2 separate regions of the Columba livia genome follow, and region 1 is linked to region 2. The links are chromatin contacts, called in public Hi-C maps. All regions are on one chromosome and are shown on one strand. Each heading gives the region's core, a stretch centred on a gene start, on an enhancer-like site or on the middle of the called end of the contact. The rest is flanking DNA. Distances are from core to core; before and after follow the strand shown.

Region 1 (3,248 bases), core at 551-3,050, 42 kb after region 2:
ACGCTCTGAATGCAATGACCTGTTTTTTACTCTTAAGGAAAATAAACATCTTTTAGAAACAGCTTGTTACACACAATCTTCAGTGTGAAGCAATATACTAATAAGAACACTAGTCTTAACATTTACAGTCTTCATATATATTATATATATGTATATGTATACATATATATACACTATATAATGAGGCAATATATAATACACACGGTTTACCATTTTACAGTCATATGTACAAGATGTCACTAAAAATAGCCAGATTTCAGGCAACACTGCCAGGGACACCAGGATTTTTTTTATTCTTTAAATTAATTATTTTTATTATTCTTTCTCTTTTTTGTTTGTTTTTTTTTTAAATGTGTTTTTCACTCCCGTGTCCGAGCCAAGCTGCTGAAAGAACAGACGTTTTGTGGCCAGCAAACCTTGAGGGTGAGGGCTGGGTGGGACAGAGGGGACACCGAGGACACGGGGCGCTGGCTCTGCAGGGTCGGGGTGGGGGAGATGGATGGGGCCAGCGCTGTGCCCCCCCCCCCCCCTTTGCAGGATGCTTTGCAGGTGGGGGGCAGCTGGTGGCTCTGTTTTTAGGATGGGATTTGGGCTTGAATCGCCATGGGTTGGGTATTATTTGCCACCTGCACCCAGGTGCGGGTGGTGCAAGGCTTGTGGGGGTGGGGTGCAGAGACTGGGGAGTCATGCAGGGCGCCCTGTGGGTGACACAGGTGGGGGGTGATCCCAGAGCTGGGCAGCCCCCAGGGTGTCTGGGAAGGAATGTGAAAACCAAGGGAGCTGAGTGAACTCAGCACCCAGGGCACGAGGAGCAAGCCAGGGCCATGCAGTGGGAGGAAGCAAATGCCTCCTCTTCCTCCAAGAACCCTGCTGCTGCCTGGAAGCCATTTCTGGGTTGTTTGCACCCTCTTGCATCAGGATAAAATCCTGGGGTTCAACACCCAGAGCCTGGGGTTTGTACCCAGGGCCACAGGCTTTGCACCCAGAGCCTGGGGTTTTGCACAAGCACAGGGAACAAAGCCCAGCACCAGCAAGAGGAGGTGCTGGCGAGGCTGAGCAGAGGCAGGACAGTGGGTTTTTGGGGTCCTTGGCAGCAGGACCAGTGCCCCATGGAGCGGGAGGGTGGTGGGTGCAATGGGCCGGGGGCTGGAGGGCGCGAGTGGGGCTGGAGCAGCCCGGTGGGTGCCCACCAGCCCAGCCACGTGCCTGTCACCCCAGTGGGGACCCAGCTGCTGGGGACAGGGCCTGGCACCCCAGGCCAGGCAGGGTGGGGGCAGACAGGAGATGGAAGAACAACATGGAAAAAGGAGAGTGGTGTTTCAAACAGCAGGCCGTTGTTTGTCTTCTTTTTTTTTTTCCTTTTTTTTTTTTTTTGTCCTTTTTTTTTTTCTTTTTTTTCCTTTTCTCCGCCGCACGTATATACAGACAGACACCGTGAGGTTTGCTAAAGGCAACATCTCAGATCAGATCAGTGTGAGATATGGAGAGCCGGGACCCGCGGGGGGTCCGGCGGCCCCACAGTAAGACAACATCGCCGGGACCCCTTCTACATGGCCCCCCCAACCCGAATCCCTCCCCCACCTCCCCCCTGTGCAGCCATCCCAGGATGGGATCCCATTCCGCCTCCCGGTGAGGCCAGGCCAGGTTTTGCCGGGGCCCGGCGAGGGGGCAAAACCTGGCGCTGGATCCGCCCGCCCAGAACGGGGTTGGGGCGGGAGGGGGCCGGGGCGGCAGCGCTGCGCCCACCTGCAGCGGGGCGGCTCCCGGTACGGCTCGGTACGGCTCCGTACGGCCCCGCTCCGCTCCCCAGGGCGCTGCCTCCTCCGCCGGTCCCTTGCTGGCAGCAGGGCGGGTGCGCGCCAGGAGCTACAGCGGCTGCCTCTGTGGGGAGAAGAGAGACATCAGCCCCGTGGTCCCGCTGCGGGGTGTCCCCGTCAGCAGCCACCCTCCCCACTCGCAAATAACTGTGTGCTCACCCGACATGTGGCGCTTCTAGCACGGCTTCAATTATCACCCCCATACCCCATCAGTGCTTAGGGAAGGGGGATAATCCCCAGTACCCCGGCTGGGGGCTCCAGACCTGGCACCCACTGGCCTGTCCCTGCAGTGCAGGGTCCTGGGGGCCTGGTGTCATCCAGGGACACGATACCCCATGGGGCTGAGTGTCTGGGGTAGGTGTGCCATGGAGTGGGGTGTCCCTGGGGGGTAGATTGTTCAAACGCAGAGCCCCCTACCCCAGGGGCTGCAAAGCATTGGAGGTGTGTGCAGGGGGGTTCTGTGCTTACCTTATGTTTGGGACATTTCAGAGAGAAACTCTCTTCGGTTAATGAGCAACCTGCGAGGAGAGGAGAAAGCCGTGTCAGGGAGTCCCCATACTGCAGAATGGCTGTCCCTGAGCATCAGGGACAGTGTCCTCCGTGGCCTCCCACCACCATCCAGACCAGCTGCAGCCTTTGCATGAACGGTTCAGCTGAGGACAGCCTGCCAGCCAGTGCTGCTGGTGCAGGAATCATCGTTGCCCCAGCTGGCAGGGAGCCGTGAACCCCTCCTGGGCTCAGGTGGGCTCCAGCGATGTGGAGCAGCCAGCCAGGTAAGAGGGTACCAGGGGACACCCGTACCCCTGACCCTGTGGCCGGGCTCACCTGTGTCGACGGCACACGCGTAGTGGTAGGTGTGGGGACACCCCTTCTGGCAGCAGCCCACGGTGGCTCCCGCTTGCTGGCAGCTCGAGCACTTCTTTAAACACATGCAGGAATTCGGAGCAGGGAAGGAGAGATGCAGAGAGACAGAGAGATCCCATCAGAGCCCAGCGAGGGAGCACAGCGCCCCAACAGCCCCAGCCATGAGGGCAACACGCCGGCATCCCTGCACCTCTCCAGCCCCAAGCAGCATCTTTTCCTCCTGTGCCCGCACACCACAAGTGTCACTGTGCCCTTTGCTCGGCTGTCTGCAGCCACACACGAGCTTCTACCCACCATACCGCTCTCCTGGATGGCATGGAGCCCACAGCCATCCTCCATGGAGCAGGAGGTGTGAAGGGCCAGGGCCAGGGCCGTGCCATGGCTTGGTGGCAGTGGTGGATGAGGACCACGGTGTTCCCCATCTCCTGCGCTGTCCCCAGTGGGTGCTGCAGGGACAGGAACCCCAAGCGCCATGGCATGGACAGGGAGCCACGCCGCAAGCATGCACACCAGGGAATACGGCCTGTCCCAAACCTGGTACTGGGAGGCTTGCTGGAGACCCTCTGC
Region 2 (3,087 bases), core at 352-2,851:
ATAGCCCTGATGAACTTTTTTACCCGACTTGTTCCACCATGTGTGTCTTTTAGTTTTTAAGGATGATATTGCCAAAAAGAGCAGATGGAATATCCCTTGAAAGCTCTCTTCTGGAAAGCTGTTGTGTTAACCTGTTTTATTCTTAAAGCAGGTGACTAAAATGCAGGTATTTATTTTCTGAAGTGCTCAGAGTTAAAGAAGAATCAGGATGTTGAATTGTAAATAGGCTCTCAAGGTTTTATGCCATCGTCTCTTGAAGGGCATGTTTGATTAGATGTGCTTTTGGGTGACATTTAATCATGCAAAGATAGACTTGTCTTAGTGTTTCTCAGCCGGGGGATACGTTTGGCTGCGAACAGAGCTCAACTAAATCTCCTTATTGCTAGCTGCTTACCAGAATGTGTGTGCACAATGCATTCCTCCTAGGAACTGAACCGAACCTGTAGAGCTATGCAGCAGAGAATTGTGGAGCTTATCTCACGAGTGTCCAATGAAGAAGTCACAGAGGAACTGCTGCATGTGAATGATGATTTAAATAACGTCTTCCTTCGATACGAAAGGTGGGGCACCTTCTCCTTCAATTATTTACATTCATTCTGGGTTTCCGCTTAAGTGTAAAATAGGTCAGTTGACGAGTGTTGGCCATTTGGGCCAATGGTCCAACATAACGAAATGCAGAGAACCAAACCACAGAAAGTGTTTATAAGGTCCTTTTATGGTCTTTTATGGTAACATTCCTGTTTCAGTTGTTGCCTTTAATACTATGATTTATTTTTTATTGTCCTAGCCATAGAATTTTTGTGGGCCATGTCTGTAAAAAGCAGGACAACCTTGTGCAAAACTCTGAACTAGCGGAGACTTGAGTCTTCAAGTCCCTGTTGCGTGGGGCTGTACAGATGTAGGGACTTGGGACTGAAAACAGCACAACCACAATCTCTAGTTCTGCTTTCCAGCTTGGGCTCTGCCTAAATGCTTGTGCTGCTTCCTGGCTTAGGGAGGCTCCCGTGAGCTCTCTCTGTGTTCTCATCTCTGAGCTTTCTAGTTCCAGTGCTGGTGCAAGGGGAGCTGGCTGAGGTGGGTGGAACCTTCCTGCATATAAAGGTTTTGTTTTTAAGTAACTCTTAATCTTGAAAAAAAAGCCTGTCTTGCGCAGAGCTGAGGTTTGGAAGAGTTGATCTGCGGGAATCATCCCCGGGGTGGGACTTGGGTCATAGGACTCTCGACACGTTAGACAAAGGCGCTGTCAGCCACATCTGCTGCAGGAGGTGACACGTGATACGGCAGCCTTGGGAAAGTTTAATCTTCCCCTTAATGACAGGCCTGGGGAGTGAGGCACTAAAGAGTACCCTTTGTTCCTTGCTCTTAGCACAGGGCTTTGTTTCTCAAGCCTTTAAAAATAAATTAGACTCTAGATCTGTGAATCTGTGCTGTCACAGCAAAGGCTGGAAAGAAGACTCAGTGGCCTTGATTTTTGTCTTTGATTTAGTCATTCAGAGGAGATTGGGGCAAACTTTGAGACAAATGCTGGCTTTTTATGTGGAATGGGATGTGTTTCATGCATGAGCACGATTCTACAAGTGGCAGAGTGTAGCTGTCACGAAGACTTAGTCAGGTCACCCTTAATATTTTTTCTATTTTCCTCCATCTGCGACTTTGCTGGCTGGTGCTAATGCATTCGTAGTCATTATACACTGAAAGGTGAGCTGAGTGATGTTACCAAGCTATTCATGGTAGAATAACTCCACTGGTCTGAGCGTTTCAATAAATTCCAGTTCGTCCTCTGCTATTCCAAAAGCTCCACATCCATCACACTGATTTTTGGGCTGGGTACCGAGCTCTGTCAGAGACTCAAGCAGCAGCTCTGGCCTTTGCTGTGAAGCTTTGGATGTAAACGGACGTGTGGTTCATAAGCCTTTTGGTGAGAAATATGAGGTGGGAGGTGTCTTGGGTTTCCAGCTAAGGGAGCTGGATTTCCAGTAATAGCAAACACCCACAGTTCCCTAAAATTGAATTTGGGGCCTGAATTTGGTTTTGCTGCCTTTTAAGTTTGCATTTTCCTCTGTTACATTAAGAAAACATTTTAGTTTGCTTGAGATTCCCTGTTGCATTTTGTTCATCAGGGAGAAAAGTCACAGATTTATATGAATATTATGGATTTTTTTTACTGAAAAGAGAGGTTACATTTGAAACTACTTTTAAATGAGGAAAAATTCAAACCTCAGAGAAATCACGCTGCTTTTCCTGCTAAGGAAGGAGATCGGACTGCCTTCAGACAGGCCTTTGGAGGAGGCATTTTTCCTGATATTTTGAGTTCATTAAAGCTGGGTTTAGGTTTGCGGCCCCAGATGCACAGCTGGTTGGGGAAGGAGTAGAGAAGAGACCAGATTTTAACCAACCAGACTTCTTCCCCTAAGAAGTATAAAGACTTTTATCATTACTTTCTCTTCTTGGAAAGACCCAACCTGTTTGAACACAGGGGCTGACGATCTTTGAGCTGACCCAGAATGTTTTAAGAAATGAATCTGCCTGGGCAGGGCTGCGCTCGCATGGATGTGGCTCCCAATTTACATGGATTGCAGCAAGAGGGAGCTGTTAAGTGGGAGTAAAACTTGCTGCGGTGCTCGGCTGATTTAGCTGGGAACATCAATCTTGCTGCCGTTCCTTTGGCTAACACAATAGTCTATCACAAAGCACTTAATGGTAAACAAAACCACAAAGACGAATCCTACGGTGTTTTTCAGACGTGTGTGTGCTGCAAGATCAAATTAGTCAACTTAATATCCACATTTGCCAAAAACGCAGCTTCTGCAACTATCCTCCCTTTGTCCTGGCTTGGAGTTCAAGTTTTCAGGGTTCCCTCTTGAACCAGCAAAAACTAAATTCAGTGGCAAGCACGTTGCGGCTTTATTCTAAACTCATGTTTATCATTGTCGGTTGGTGGTTTTGATAGTTCATGTTGATTTTCTGTTGTTTTGGTCTTTTCTCTGAACAGATTTGAACGATACAGATCAGGACGTTCTACACAAAATGCCAGCAATGGAGTAAGTACCTGATTCAATTTTTATATGAGTAGCTACACTGTGTTTA

The links. A called contact is a pair of places that touch in the nucleus more often than the background predicts.
Region 1: a contact with region 2 is called in a Hi-C map of crop, with 3 times the contacts expected there. The contact joins two enhancer-like sites. A contact is called at or near these places in 2 of 2 Hi-C or Micro-C datasets (crop and liver).

What each region holds. Positions count from the first base shown.
Region 1 is chr15:13,021,546-13,024,793 of bColLiv1.pat.W.v2, forward strand. RAI1 (retinoic acid induced 1) reads right to left here. Exons shown (of 5, transcript XM_065031319.1): 3 at 2,643-2,736; 4 at 2,286-2,335; 5 at 1-1,881. The coding sequence ends at 1,867. Among named protein-coding and RNA genes, the nearest start is that of SREBF1, 14 kb to the left of the region's middle. Within about 2 kb of position 1,801, at least 1 of the 3 cell types and tissues checked has an H3K27ac peak away from gene starts, as active enhancers do.
Region 2 is chr15:12,979,305-12,982,391 of bColLiv1.pat.W.v2, forward strand. TOM1L2 (target of myb1 like 2 membrane trafficking protein) reads left to right here. Exons shown (of 14, transcript XM_065031323.1): 8 at 427-560; 9 at 2,993-3,041. Among named protein-coding and RNA genes, the nearest start is that of SREBF1, 29 kb to the right of the region's middle. Within about 2 kb of position 1,602, at least 1 of the 3 cell types and tissues checked has an H3K27ac peak away from gene starts, as active enhancers do.